Regions from separate parts of the Mus musculus genome. Here regions 2, 3, 4 and 5 are each linked to region 1. A link is a contact called in public HiCAR-type and promoter capture Hi-C data. All regions are on one chromosome and are shown on one strand. The core of a region is the stretch at or near the end of the contact, and the rest is flanking DNA. Distances in the headings are between cores, read along the strand shown. Region 1 holds the start of Tm7sf3 (transmembrane 7 superfamily member 3). Region 2 holds the start of Amn1 (antagonist of mitotic exit network 1). Region 3 holds the start of Dennd5b (DENN/MADD domain containing 5B). Region 4 holds the start of Caprin2 (caprin family member 2). Region 5 holds the start of 2610017A05Rik (a long non-coding RNA gene).

Evidence for each region. Promoter capture Hi-C pulls out the DNA fragments that hold promoters and counts their contacts. HiCAR-type assays count read pairs that join an accessible place to other places.
Region 2: a contact with region 1 is called in a HiCAR-type map of astrocytes, with 5 times the contacts expected there. The contact joins the promoter of Amn1 here to the promoter of Tm7sf3 in region 1. A contact is called at or near these places in 2 of 115 datasets of contacts at active chromatin or transcription factors (astrocytes and large pre-B cells).
Region 3: a contact with region 1 is called in a HiCAR-type map of astrocytes, with 6 times the contacts expected there. The contact joins the promoter of Dennd5b here to the promoter of Tm7sf3 in region 1. A contact is called at or near these places in 2 of 39 promoter capture datasets (cranial neural crest and hippocampal neurons) and 1 of 115 datasets of contacts at active chromatin or transcription factors (astrocytes).
Region 4: a contact with region 1 is called in a promoter capture Hi-C map of embryonic stem cells, with 4 times the contacts expected there. The contact joins the promoter of Caprin2 here to the promoter of Tm7sf3 in region 1. A contact is called at or near these places in 1 of 39 promoter capture datasets (embryonic stem cells) and 1 of 115 datasets of contacts at active chromatin or transcription factors (astrocytes).
Region 5: a contact with region 1 is called in a promoter capture Hi-C map of embryonic stem cells, with 6 times the contacts expected there. The contact joins the promoter of 2610017A05Rik here to the promoter of Tm7sf3 in region 1. A contact is called at or near these places in 1 of 39 promoter capture datasets (embryonic stem cells) and 2 of 115 datasets of contacts at active chromatin or transcription factors (astrocytes and embryonic forebrain).

What each region holds. Positions count from the first base shown.
Region 1 is chr6:146,633,277-146,635,926 of GRCm38.p6, forward strand. Tm7sf3 (transmembrane 7 superfamily member 3) reads right to left here and starts at 1,316. Exons shown (of 12, transcript NM_026281.2): 1 at 1,110-1,316. The coding sequence starts at 1,185.
Region 2 is chr6:149,187,417-149,190,066 of GRCm38.p6, forward strand. It overlaps Amn1 (antagonist of mitotic exit network 1), which reads right to left and starts at 1,296. Exons shown (of 7, transcript NM_001113424.1): 1 at 1,190-1,296. The coding sequence starts at 1,227.
Region 3 is chr6:149,100,369-149,103,018 of GRCm38.p6, forward strand. Dennd5b (DENN/MADD domain containing 5B) reads right to left here and starts at 1,312. Exons shown (of 21, transcript NM_177192.3): 1 at 815-1,312. The coding sequence starts at 941.
Region 4 is chr6:148,894,906-148,897,555 of GRCm38.p6, forward strand. It overlaps Caprin2 (caprin family member 2), which reads right to left and starts at 1,332. Exons shown (of 19, transcript NM_181541.4): 1 at 1,113-1,332; 2 at 32-251. The coding sequence starts at 208.
Region 5 is chr6:148,830,291-148,832,940 of GRCm38.p6, forward strand. It overlaps 2610017A05Rik (a long non-coding RNA gene), which reads left to right and starts at 1,330. Exons shown (of 2, transcript XR_869626.1): 1 at 1,330-1,418; 2 at 2,575-2,650. Ipo8 (importin 8) reads right to left here and starts at 1,177. Exons shown (of 25, transcript NM_001081113.1): 1 at 874-1,177. The coding sequence starts at 957.

The sequences.
Region 1 (2,650 bases), core at 66-2,565:
AGATATTCCTCTCAGAAAGTGGCTTTGCTGAAGTGCAGGGGTCATGCAACTTGCAGGGCAACACACCAGGTGTTGCTACGTTTGTAGCAAACGAGCATTTGGAGCCTCCAGAGGGTTGGATTGATTGCTAGCTCCTGGGGCGTTGAGGATTAGAGTACTCAGGCTGTGAAACGGACCTAGCATTCAGCCAGGGCCAGAGGCCAATGCTTCCTCTCTGCTGTAAGCCAGAGTTTTCTTCAAGAAAATAGGTGTGTGTGTGTGTGTGTGTGTGTGTGTGTGTGTGTGTGTGTGTGTGTGTGTGTATACACTTAACACACAAATATTTGTACTTTTCAGTACTGGCCTTAGTTGTACTCGAAGATCCTAAAGTGCGGTACTATCCCTGGCTTTTCACAGATAAACATTAGGAGAAATGATCCCATCACTCAGAAGACTATTGTATTTGCTACTTGTCTAGAGCTCAAAACAAGGAATGTACTTAACGCAGCCAGAAACAACACGTGACCACCAGCGTGGCACAATTAGTGCTTTTCATGCTTCCCATTAACGCCCCCGCTCCTGCCCAACAGTCGCTAAACCCCTCTCTCTCAGCACAAGACCTAGGATTTCACGTCCCATCACTGGCTCATTTTTCCTCTCAAACTGCAAATCGTCACCCAGTTAAAAAAGCAACTAGATTTCGGAGTATCAAAGTCAGCTACTGCGTGGAACGCCTTAGTTCCTCGATGGACTTTGCTACCGGTAGCCGACGGGTTCGGTTTGGTTTTAGTTTGGGCCTGACGCTCACTCTCCGGGCGGTCTCGAACACATAATCCTCCTGTCGCAGCCTCAGGGGTGCTGCGCTTACAGGCGTCCTCCCCGAAATTCAGTTTAAAAGGCCGTTTCAATGCGTCCAATTAAAACCACAAACATGGCTGCTCCCTGCCGGGAAGAATGCCTCAAAGGGGGCTACTTATCTCTTCCCGGTTCCCAGCCCAAACCAGGCGCTGGCAGGATGGACACGGTCCCGAACCCGCGGCCTGACGCGCATCTGCAACCGGGGAGGGCTGCACAGAGCCGGGCAGCCTGCGGCCCTGCTGCAGGAGCGGAGGCAAGTTCGGGAAGCTCACCGTCGCTGGAGTTCGCCTGGGCCTCGGCGCTGCCCGCCGCCAGCACCGCTAGGACCAGCAGGCGCAGCCGCCACATCGCTGCGGGCCGGGGCGCGCGGGCCAGGGGCGCGCAGGCCAGGTCGCTTGCTACCCCGGAGCGCCCGCGCGCATCGCTTTAGCGCGCCGGCCCCGCGCGTGCACCTGCCGCCCCAGCCCCGCCGGGCGCGCGCTTCCGGCACGACAGCCGCGCGCGTCCCCGGCCGGCCCTTGCGGGCGCGCGCCTCCTGCCGGGGCTTCTGGGCTCCCCGGGCTCACGGGGCAAGCCGGGACGAGTTCTTGCTTTTGTGTCTTTCCTTTCTCTCTTCTTCTTTCCTTCCTTCCTTCCTTCCTTCCTTCCTTCCTTCCTTCCTTCCTTCCTTCCTTCCTTCCTTCCTTCCTTCCTTTTTTCTTCTTTCTCTTTTCTTCTTCCTCTTTCTGTCTTTCTTTTTTCTTTTCCTTTTATTCCTTGTTTTTTTTCAAGATAGGGTTTTTCTGTGTAGCCCCAGCTGTTCTGGAATTCACTCTGTAGACTAGGCTGCCCTTGAACTCAGAAATCGCCTGCCTCTGCTGGTACTAAAGGCATGCACCACCACCACCCAGCTACTTTTTGTCATTCTAATTGTGCAAAATAACTCTCTCTCTCTCTCTCTCTCTCTCTCTCTCTCTCTCTCTCTCTCTCTCTCTCTCTCTCTCTCTCTCTCTCTCTCTCTCTCTCTCTCTCTCTCTCTCTCTCTCTGTCTCTCTCTCTCTCTCTCTCTCCCTCCTAAGACTAGGTCTCTCACAATCCAGAGTGACCTCCAGCTGCTATGCAGTAGAGATGACCTTGAACTTCTGACCTCTCGCTACTTCCTCCCAAGGGCTGGGAAGATAAACTTGTGCCACCACTAATGAATTTCATATTTTATTGAGATATTGAGGCACAGTGAGGTGCCCCAAGCCACAAATAGGATTCTTAGTATCTTAAAAGGCACTTATGAAAAGGGGACTGGGGAAAACTTAAAAAAAAAAAAAAAAACAAGCATAACACAAACTTGAGTTAATAATATAACCTGTCGCACTCTTTTCACTGAGATATGTCTCAATGTAGGATACCAATGACAGCCATGATAGAAACGGATGTAAAATGTATGAGAAATTTTGCAATTTTTCCTGTAACCTAAACCTATTTTAAAATAAATTGATAACATTTTAAATGGAAAAGGCAGGATGTCTGGTGCTTGTTTTTCCAGCACTTCGGAGGCTGAGGTAGGAAGCTTGCCAAGAACAGGAGAACACAGACTCCATACATAGTGAGACTGTTGAAAAATAGTAATGATAAAATCAGTAAACAAATTAACATAATGGACAGTGCTGGAGTCATTCCTATGCAACACCACTTACAGCAGTGGTTCTCAACCTTCCTAATACTGCAGCCCTTTAATACAGCTCGTGTTATGGTGACCCCAAACCAAAAAATTATTTTTGTTGCTACTTTATAACTATAATTTTGTTATTGCTATGTCATAAATGTCTGTGTTTTCCAT
Region 2 (2,650 bases), core at 46-2,545, 2.6 Mb after region 1:
TGCAATCCCAGAACTCTATGGGTACAAGCAAGAAGGATCTTGAAGTTCAGGGACATCCTTTGCCACACAATGAATTTCTAGCCTGTTATGCTACATGAGACCCTGTCCTCAAAAAGCCAAAGCCAAAGCTGGTGCTGATAACTCAAGTCTATAATCTCAGCATTTGGAAGGCTGGGGCAGAAGACTCAAGAGTTCAAGGTTAGCCTGACATTGTGGGTCTGAGGCCAGCCTGTGCTACATAAGATTCTGTCTCAAAACAAAAGGGTTGGGGATATAACTGAGTTGGCATTATGCTTGCCTCGGGCTCAGGAGGCTGAGGTAAACTGGGAATAATATAGTGTGTGTCTGTAATCTCAACATTCAGGAAATGAATGAAGAAGGATCAGAAGTTTAAAGTTATCCTTGGCTACACACACAATGTGTTCTAGGCCAGCATAGGCTACATGAGACTGTCTCAAGGAAAAATAAATAGCAACAAAACAATACAGAAGAAAAAGCTGGAACTTAGGCAAGAAATAACATTTGTTTATGTACTGTTAAGTCAACAACGGAACCAATGTAGTCTTTGTAGTTTCCAATTGTTAAACCATTCCTGCTTTTCTGTTAATAGTTTTTCTTTCTAAAAATAGAAATAACAAGTAATACTAAAGCCTGCCTCTAACTCACTATATGGCTGAAGAGCCTTGAACTTCAACTTGAATTCTCAAGAAGTGTTTGGATTAAGGGCTTTACATATGTTAAGCTGATTCTTACAAAGACTCCTTGAGACAGGTACTAATACGCGATTTGCTTGGGTATGCGTGTGTATTACAACATTACCCCGTTAGCTTCGAATTTGTGGCAATCCTGTTTCAGTTTCCGGATAGCTGGGATTATAGGCGTGAACTGCCACGCCCTACTGTTATCCGAATTTTAGAAAGCTCTCCTGTACAATCGGGAGAGATTGTTACTGTTCATGGTCCCAAAGCTAGCGAGTCACGCCGGTATTAGTGGAGGTTTGTTGGTCCAGCCTGGCTCCAGGTTTCTTTTGTTCTGCCTTCACCCTCAACGCCCACCTGAGACAGGCCATCGGGTGGAGCCGCCAGCCCCACGGTGCACCACAGTCCTCAGAGACCAGACACAAAGCCGGGACAAGGACTAGGAGCCAGCAGGACGTGAGGGAAGGGACTGGGAGCTGGGGCGGACTCACAGTTCCAGGAGCTGACTGACTACTCCGGACAAAGGCATCGCGGAAGCCCTCTTAAGCCTGGACGGCAGTTGCGGCCCTCCACAACCAACTTCCGGTCGCGCAGGACTGGTAAACCTAAATGACGTCACAGAGTTGGACCTGGGGCGTGGCCACATTAGGAGCGGAAGAGGAAGTTCAGCGCTCTCTCTGGGCAGAACTGAGGGCTGCTCAGAACTAACTGGCACAAAATGTAGAGGCATCCAAAGCGGGAGCAAAGCCCCCTGGGACTTGTAGTTCTTCCTGCCCGCTATTGCCAGTTACTGCTTCTCCTGCCCAAGAGTCGCCAGAAGTCGCTGTCCAGGCAAAGGCTAATGGCAGGTCACTGCTTTTGCTGGTGCGATGCCAGGTCCCATGAAGCAAACCAAGTCTCTAGTCAGATACAGACACCGACTTCAAACACGGGGTTTACAGGACTGCAGTAGTCATCTCCACAGAGTGCGCCTGAAGCAAGAGCTGAACCATGCAGTCCTGGGTCATTCCAGGAATGGGACATATTAAGGCCTGTTCCGTTTAACATGACTAGCTATTTTGATTTTAGTCTCCATATTGCTCATAAGGTGAAATTAAGTACAGGTTCTCAGATTGTGCTTCCTAGAAGTAATTATTCGTAGCTGACATAACGTTCTCCATAATACTCATGCTCTGTTAGCTCAATACTCTGGAAACCCCTAACTACCACCTTACCCATCTCACTTAGTACCAGTCAGCTTAGAGGGCAGCTCATAATACTGATAAGACTAAGCGACTCTGATCGAACCCTGAGATGGCTCCAGGAGAGGGTATTAGGCCTCAAGGGAGAATTTCTCGCTCCCGACCCCAGGACGATTTCGCAGAAATGACTGACAAAACACTTCTCAGAAAAATCATACAACGTCCTGGCTGAAGGCCACCTGGGCCCTCTGGGGAACGAAGTTACTCTCCCAGGATGATCTGATATTGGCCCAGCCAATCAGCCAAAAGGTCAGCCTAACAACTTATCACCAAGGGCTTAGGTGTTGTTACTGTAATAGGCTTAAAAATGTATAAAAGGTGCTTGTATGTAGGGTCGCCTCCGGTCTCTTGGTCTCTTGCCTGAGAGACCGCTGAAGGTCGATCCCAGCGGACCAGAAAAATAAACCTCTTGCTTTTGCATGGATCTGAGAGTCTCATTTCACTTCGGATGGGGGGGCGGGGGTGTGTGTCTCCCGGCAGGTAATGATACTCTGGGGCTTTACAATGTCTTCTGCACTTGGTTTTCCTATAACCAGTCTGCCCTAGGTAGCACAGTCTGGTTCCCAAGTCCTTTCTATGTCCCTAATCGATAAGCCTGAATTAAGTAGTCAATAAACTTTCATCATATCTGAGATTAGTGTCCAAGTGGTCAGCGTGTGGCTATTCATGGACCCCAACAGGTCATATTCATTATAATCCTTCTAAATTGAA
Region 3 (2,650 bases), core at 62-2,561, 2.5 Mb after region 1:
CACCCTTACCAAAAAAAAAAAAAAAAAAAAAAATCACAATTCAGATTCCAAGGAGGAAAGCGGAATGAAAAATTCAGTCAGTCATTTCTCCCCGGCCTGCTTTCTACATTTCGCATTCCCCGGTCCCTACCATCCTTCAACTGCCCGGGTTCCCAGGGTACGTTCCCCAGCTCAGTCCCGCACTGCGTCACCAAACCCGTCAAATGGGGGCCATGCTCCTCCAGTGACACCTCGGCAGTGATTCACGGCGCGCCCCTCTTGGGGAGGATTGTCCAACTACATCAACTCAGGAACCAGGCAGGGGTATCAACAAAGCATCAGGCCGCAACCCAAGCGTCCAAAGGTCCTCGCTAGCTCGCGGCACTGGCACTGCCAAATCCACAGGATTCCAAAGGGTGACTCGCTCGTCATCGCAGAACCAGGGGGAGGGGTGGCGCCGACCCAGAGCGGTCGGGGTCGATCCCGCTGGGCCTCCTGCCCGAGCGGACCTCACCGTAGCCCCGCGGTCCCGACTCCTTCATGGAGCTGCCGACCACCGCATCCGCCGCCAGGGCCAAACTTCACGAACCACTGCACAGCCCGGTCCCGCGCACCATGAGCCACCCGCGAGCAGCGGAGGGTCGGGCCCTCTGGGGACCCGCGCCGGTTACAAGGACCCAACACCCAGGGGCTTAGCCAGAGCGCGGAATTAACAACAATGTCATTATGTCGCCCACGAGTGCCCATCTAGCCGGAGCGCGGCTATAGCCGCCGACTTTTTGTCTGGAGCCCGCACCTCGCCTCCCTAGCGCCTCCAAAGCCAGCCCGGCCTTACCCGCCAGCTCGTCGGGCTCCAGCCCGCTGTCCGCATCGATCCCGCACAGCACGAAGTAGTGCGCGAAGCGACAGGCGGCCGGGGAGGACCCCGAGCCCGGGCCCGGCGCCGCGCTGCTACCGCTCATCCCGCCGCGCTGCCGGTGCGACCGTCGCTGGGGTTCGCGGAGGAGGCTCTCCGGCGTGAACCGATGAGAAGCCTCGCTGAGAAGCGTCGCAGGCTTCCCTCGCGGAGGAGGCCACCGCGGCGCTCCGACTGCGGTCTCCGCCGCGACCCTAGGACGAGCCCGGCGCGCCCATGGCCGCGCAATCGCCGCGGCCGGGATCCTTCTAGACGCTGGTACCGAGGAAGCGGCCTCGGGCTCGCGCGCGGACCGGAGGGCGGGCGGGATTCCGCCGCGGCGGGGGAGGGGCGCGCAGGGGGAGTGTCAGCTAGGGAGGCCCGCGCCGCCGCGGCTGCGCCCGCTGGAGCGCAGCGTCTGGCGCCCGCGGGTCAACTGAACCGCGCTGCGCGACGGGAGCGCCCGCAGAGCTCGGTGGCGCGCGGTTCGGGGCGCGCACCAGTGAGCTCGGAGGATCGGGGGCGCGTCTGGGTGCGTGCCCACCCGCGGTAATATTGAGGAAACCTCTCTTGCACGGTGCAGCCCCCAACAGTCGGTTGAGCACGAGCCGCAGAGCAGGATCGTATCTTCCAGAGAGGATGTCGCCCAACCCAACCTAAACAATAACGTAGCTTTGGAAAAGGGAGACAGCACGCTGAGGTCATTTCCCACAACGTCTGTACCGTATTTTTAAACTGTCATGCAGATGCTTAAACCATTTTAAGATCCTAGTCCCCGGCAGGACGTGGTGACTCACATCTATAATTCCAGCACTCCTGTGACTGAGGCAGGAGGATCCGGAGTTGGAGATGAGCCTCTCTACCTAGTGAGACTCCATCTCAACACACACAAAAATGAGGAGGGTAAATAACAACCTGGGTAATTGACTCTTAGCTTCTATCGTACCTTCCAATAATCTTCCGGAACCCTTGAAATGACTTCTCTTACCATTTTAGCTGGATTGTACTTGGGATGGGGAGTATTTATGCTTCCTGGTTCATTCTTTCCAGTATCTATAGAACCTTGGGTCCCACTTGACCTGCCATTTATATTTTAGTGAAGGAAAGAATGATGATAATCTAGGTAGTATCAGGATGGTGCTACTGGGAAAATAACCAACTTTGAAATCTGTAATGTATATGGACATTTAATGTTATGCAATTATTGCTTCTATTATACAGAGTACACATAAAAATATTTTACTGAGTATTTCTATTTTTGTTGGTGGCTTCTTGCAGGATGTTAGATTCTAAGCTAGTCAAATATAGCAGAAAACTGATTTATTGTTTGTGCTAATCAAGAAACATGCTTTCTGTTCATTTGAGCAGTAACTGATTTATAAAATTGTAAACAGTAATGATTTAGTTTTGTTTTATTAACATATATAGAATACTGTATTTAATCATGACATTTCCATACATGTACTTTCTTGTTTTGTTTTTTGAGACAGGGTTTCTTTGTGTGACAGCTCTCGCTGTCCTAGAACTCTATTTGTAGACCAGGCTGGCCTCAAACACACAGAGATCCTCCTGCCTCTGCCTTCTCAGTGCTGGGATTAAAGGCATGTGCCACCACAACCCAGCTTCATGTACATATTTTGATCATATCTTTTTATAACCTTCTTGTACCCCCTGTCCCACCCCATTCCCTCTGATCTCCTTCCTTTTCACACCAACTCCTTCTGCTTTCATTTCTTTAACCTTTTTGGTGATCAAATAAGTTCACCAAACTTATTT
Region 4 (2,650 bases), core at 82-2,581, 2.3 Mb after region 1:
CACTCAGGGATGGGAGGGGTAGAAAGGTTACCTTCTTCTTCTCGATGTTCCTAATTTTGTGTTTAAGGCATATAAGTCCATTATCAATATAGGTTTCATATGCCTGGGAAGGAGATGCAGCAGAACTGAGAGTAGACTGCAGGGGGCTCAGAGCCCGCTGGTTTTCCCCTTGCTGATCCTGGTTCACTTGGGACTTGGCTGACTTCATACTTCCCACTTTTCCCTCCTCTGAATGGCCGGCCTGAAGGTGACTGGTAACCGAAAAGGGATGGAGAGAGTTGCACCACTGAAACAGATGAGGCTAAAGGATGGGGGCAGGAGGAGTTAAGTACCAATGTAAACTAAAGGTGCACAACGAGGAGCTTCTTTAAAATGAAATGAAGTCAAAACATAACGTTGATTCAGACAGCGTACTTCCACTCCCCTACTAAGGTTAATTGACACAAGCAATAGCCAATAAAGACAGTCTATACGTAGGCAAAATTTACACTATAGGAATGTTTCCAGAAGTTCTATTCCCCACATGGAGAACTGCTAAGCAAGCGGAAGGCTTCTGATCTCATTCTGAATAATTTCTATGGTCGGGGGCGGAGGGTGAGGGTTGCAGCCACAACTTCAAGCTATCTCAAAGTCTACGTGAACCAAGTTTCTTGTACTAAATGACAACACTCTTTGACTGTCCAGGACCTAACCAAGTGCATCCCCCTGGACACTGCTGCCAAGTCTCACAAACTGTACGCCGAGGTGGCTTCCAGTTGTGTTTACAGTAACTCACAATCACTCACTCCTATACTGGCAAGCCTTCCGCTACCCGCACCAAGGAACCGGGAAACCAAGGAGTCGGACACTTCAACTCTATTCAGAAATCCTGCCCGTAAGGAGCAAGACCAGAGCTAGACAGCCCCTGGACACCATTGCTCGTTCAAGTGCCCCAAGGGCCCGAGTAGAGGAGCCCCAGTCAGGGTCACAGTCTAAGGGCCCACGCAGCCCACCAGACGCAGAGCGCTCTGCAAAGCCGCTGAGAAGCCCGACCCCAGAATGCTGGGGCACCACGCTTCTCCACCCCGCCGCGGCCGCGCAGACCCACCCACCCCGCCGCCGTCCTGCTTCACCTCCCCGGCTGCCTCCGAAAGCGCGCGGGAGTCCTGCGCGCTGCAAAGTGGGCGAACTCCACCCCGCACTCCCTTCTCCCCCCGCGTCCCTTCCTCCCGCCTCAGCTTAGCCTGCGGCCACCGCCGACAGTGCACCCAGCCAACTCCGCTGCTCGCGCCCAAGCTGTCCCCCTCAAGGCGCGCGCAACTTATGTAGGCCGCGCACGGCGCGACCACGCCCAAATCCCGCCTATTTCCGGTCCTCTGCCCCGCCCTCTAGCACGCGAGCTCCCCTCGGAGGCTTCGCCTTCCGGTGTCCCCTCCCACTCCCCTCTCGTGCGCTAGACCACCACAGTCCGCCCTTTTCCGGTACCCGGGACCTGCGAGGGACAGGTCCTTTCCGGTGCCCCTCTCTGCAAGCCTGCGCTTGGCGCGTACCTTCCCTGCGCTTCTCTGTTGCGCCTGAGGCTGGTGTGAGATACTGCACCTGGTAGCATGGATGGGCCCGCTTGTTTCAGCCAGCACTGGTGCAGATGATTTCAATTCTTGGAAAAGAGGCAGCAAGTCCTGCGCAGAATGACCAGATAAGCCAGCCTTCAGGCTCTAATGGTTTAAATGGGCACTTCTAAAATACAAGAGCACCCTTGCCCCACAGATGATTTTTCATTGTAGAATGAGTCAGAGGACTCAGCCTGTAAGAGCAGCAGAGTAGATGACTGCAGCCTTTGTAGTAGGAGGGTATGCGCCAAGGCTATGTGTCGCTATGAAGCAATTCATTTCATTGGCACTAAAAGAGTTGTTAAAATTATTTGTTGGGCCGGGCAGTGGTGGCGCACGCCTTTAATCCCAGCACTCGGGAGGCAGAGGCAGGCAGATTTCTGAGTTCGAGGCCAGCCTGGTCTACAGCGTGAGTTCCAGGACAGCCAGGGCTACACAGAGAAACCCTGTCTCGAAAAAAAGAAAAAAAAAACAACAACAAAAAAAAGTTATTTGTTGGGTTGCATAAAGTTAACAGAAAACAGGAAGAATGTCAGCTTCTGAAGGACTGGTGGTAGTTCCTGTATCAAATGAGGTTTTAGGGGTAGATTACTCCCTAATACCAGGGAGGCAGGAACAGACCTAAACAAAAAACACTACCTCATAAACTAAATAAAATAATAAAGTTAATAAATTAAAACTTGTGCCCAAGTATTTTACCAAATAGAATTGGTTTTAAGTCCTATCCTTGAGGCAAGGGTAATTATTTAGAACAGGGCAGTCAAAAGCATAATCAAGTAAATAAATGGAAAGTCTGGACAAGACCACCCAAAAATCACCTTGGCTTTGGCACTTCTTGTTACCTATTACATGTTTACCTGCATGTATGTTTATGTACATGGTTGCCTGGTTCCTGCTGTAGGTCAGAAAAGGGTGTTGGATACCCTGGAACTGGAGTTATAAACAGTTGTGAACCACCACGTGGGTGCAGGGAATTGAGCCCAGGGAGGGCCTGTGGAAGAGCAGCCAGTGCTCTTAACCACTGAGTCATCTCTCCTCCCTGTCCTATTATGTTCTTTAAT
Region 5 (2,650 bases), core at 80-2,579, 2.2 Mb after region 1:
ATTTGTACATTTTAGTAAGAGGATGATAGTCCCTCTTACATGAGCAGAACCAGAGCTTGTGATATTACAATTCTGAAAGGTTGGGCCAGATGTGGTAACACACACCTTTAAACCCAGCAGACTAGAGGCAGAGGCAGAAGCAACAGGCAGATTTATGAGTTCCAAACCAGCCTGTTTAACACAGAATTCCAGGTTAACCAGAACTACACAGTGAGACCCTGTCTCTGAAATGAAAGGAAGAAAAAAAAGGAGGAGGAGGGAGAAGTATGGTATGGACAAAAAAAAAAAAAAAAAAAAAAAAAAAAGACGAGAGTAACACTGGAACAATGAATGTCTAGACTGCTTAGAAAAATGGAAAGCAGCTAAAGCAAAGTCACACACATTTCAGTATTCCAAAGAAATGCCTCAAATATTGTATTACTGGCCGGCCCAGTCTTTGAAATGGTACGGGGAAACCGCGTGCCCTTCCTAGAACTCTCTCGGACAGTGCTGCCCAGCGCTCCAGCAATACTGTGCCATGATCCACACTGCCACCGCCAGAAGCAGGCGAGGGGCAGGGTTTCCGACAGCAACACCTGAAAAGGGCGGGTCCGGAGAAAAGCTAGCTTAGCTTTGGTGAATTTTCCCACCGCGTCTCCACGTAAGCGCATTAAAGGAAAAGAAAACACACCCAAAGACCACTATCAATGGTTTCGTAGCTTCTTTGTGCTATGTGTCCAAGAGAACTGAGCAAGTGCACCAAGAAAAGGACAGATAGCCAACAGGTGCTCCAGTTGCTCCGCAGGGGTCCTGGTCTCAGGCTGGGGTTGGAGGAGAGAGGGAGAGAAGGGAGAAGAGTAGGAAAAAGAGAAAGAGGGGCAGCCCCTCGCTCACCTGGTTAAGCTCCGTCTCAGCTGCAATTCTCAGCTTTGGGTCGATAGTGCCCTTCAGCGCCTGGATGATCCGATTGAGGTCCATGTCCGCGGGCGGGAGCTCGGGTCCCAGAGCCAGCAGGCCGGGTTGCAGCCGGGATGTCTCCTGGCCCTTTTTGGCCCCCTCTACCTCAGGGGACCACCTCACCCCCACCCCCTGCCGCTGCCACCACCGCCTGCAGCTACTTGCTGCGCCACTCTGACTCCGCGCCCCCTGTCCTCCCTCCTTCCCCCCGACAACTCTCTCTCCATTCACCTTTTACGACAGCCGGTGGGAGGTGGAAGAGGAAACGGAGACTCCTTTACGGCTGCCTCTTCCCCTGGCGTGCTGCACTGACCAGCACCCGCCAGAGACGCCATGATGCTCGTCTCAGGAGCCGGCATTCATTGCACAGCGGTGCTGCTACAGGAAGTCGCTCAAGTTTGTTCCAAACACCAGACTCCCGCAGACGGCCGCCATGATGCGGTACGGAAATCCTAGCTTGTCCACCCACTGGTGTGACCAAAGTAAGTTAATTGGCCTGGCATCTATTTACAGTTGTTGCAAATTAGGCATATCTAAAGGGAGTGGTACTTTTTGTTCGAGAACTCTGAACATCACAACTGAGCTGTTTCAAGACAAACTTACTGGAATCCTGAACTTACGTAGCTTACAGAAGAGGTTTCCTTTAATGTTTGAGCGCCACCCTTTATCCTGCCATTCATTCTTTGAACATTTGTTAAAAATGTTTACAGACAGGCACCATGTTATAATAACAAGATAAAATTTAATGCAGGTTTGTATGTATGAAAACTCAAAATCTAATAGATAATCAAATGTGTGTGTGTGTGTGTGTGTGTGTGTGTGTTTCTCTTTAGAGTGTAAAAACACAAAAATGCAGTAGTCAAGGAAACTATATGACCAAAAGTGCCCAAAATGTCCAGACTTTCACTGTGAAAGGCAAGAAGGGTTATGCTGTTTCCATCTACAACTGCAAAGCATACAAAACATAAAGTAAAGATGATTGTGGGCAAATGCTGCTGAGATGTGATCCTCCAAGGAGCATATAATTACGATGTATTGGTTCAATTAAATTTAAGAACAGTGTAGAAAATGAGACAGGATGTATGCTATATGACTGATTGCTTCCAGCAATGCCCATTTCAGTCCATTATGCACACAGCCATCAGAATGAAAAATGCATTTTCAATTTGAAATGTTACCTTTGCTACCTGCACCCCCAATTTCCTTTACTTATGATATCAACTCTAATAGACCTTTGAGTGGAAACATCTAGTTTCTTTGGAAAGTTATGTCAAATGATGGTTTGCAGGAGCACACAGGTGGATGTCAGTGCTAAAGCAGACACAGGTAAAAGGATATTTTGCTGGAGCAGACACAGGAAAAAAGTTTTTCCTCTAGCAGACACAGGTGAAAGGATGTCTTGATATAGCAAACACGTGAAAGGATGCTTGATGAAGGAGTATAAATATGACCCCCAAAGACAGTGGGAAACAAGCAATGAGCGTTGGTTTGCTCTGCCTTGCTAACACTCTATGAGCCTTCTATTGTTGCGTTCAACTTGTGGTAACACCAGCACTGAGAAAAATTCGTCCAAGAACTGCTTGTGAAGTTCCTGCAGCAGCTAGTAGCTTCTGCTGGTGAACCTGGCAATTTCTTCAGGATTGAACAACAGCTTCTGGTTCCTGCCTAGTGTCTGCCTGCCTAGAGAACTGGTCTGCAGCTGCTGAGTCTTATT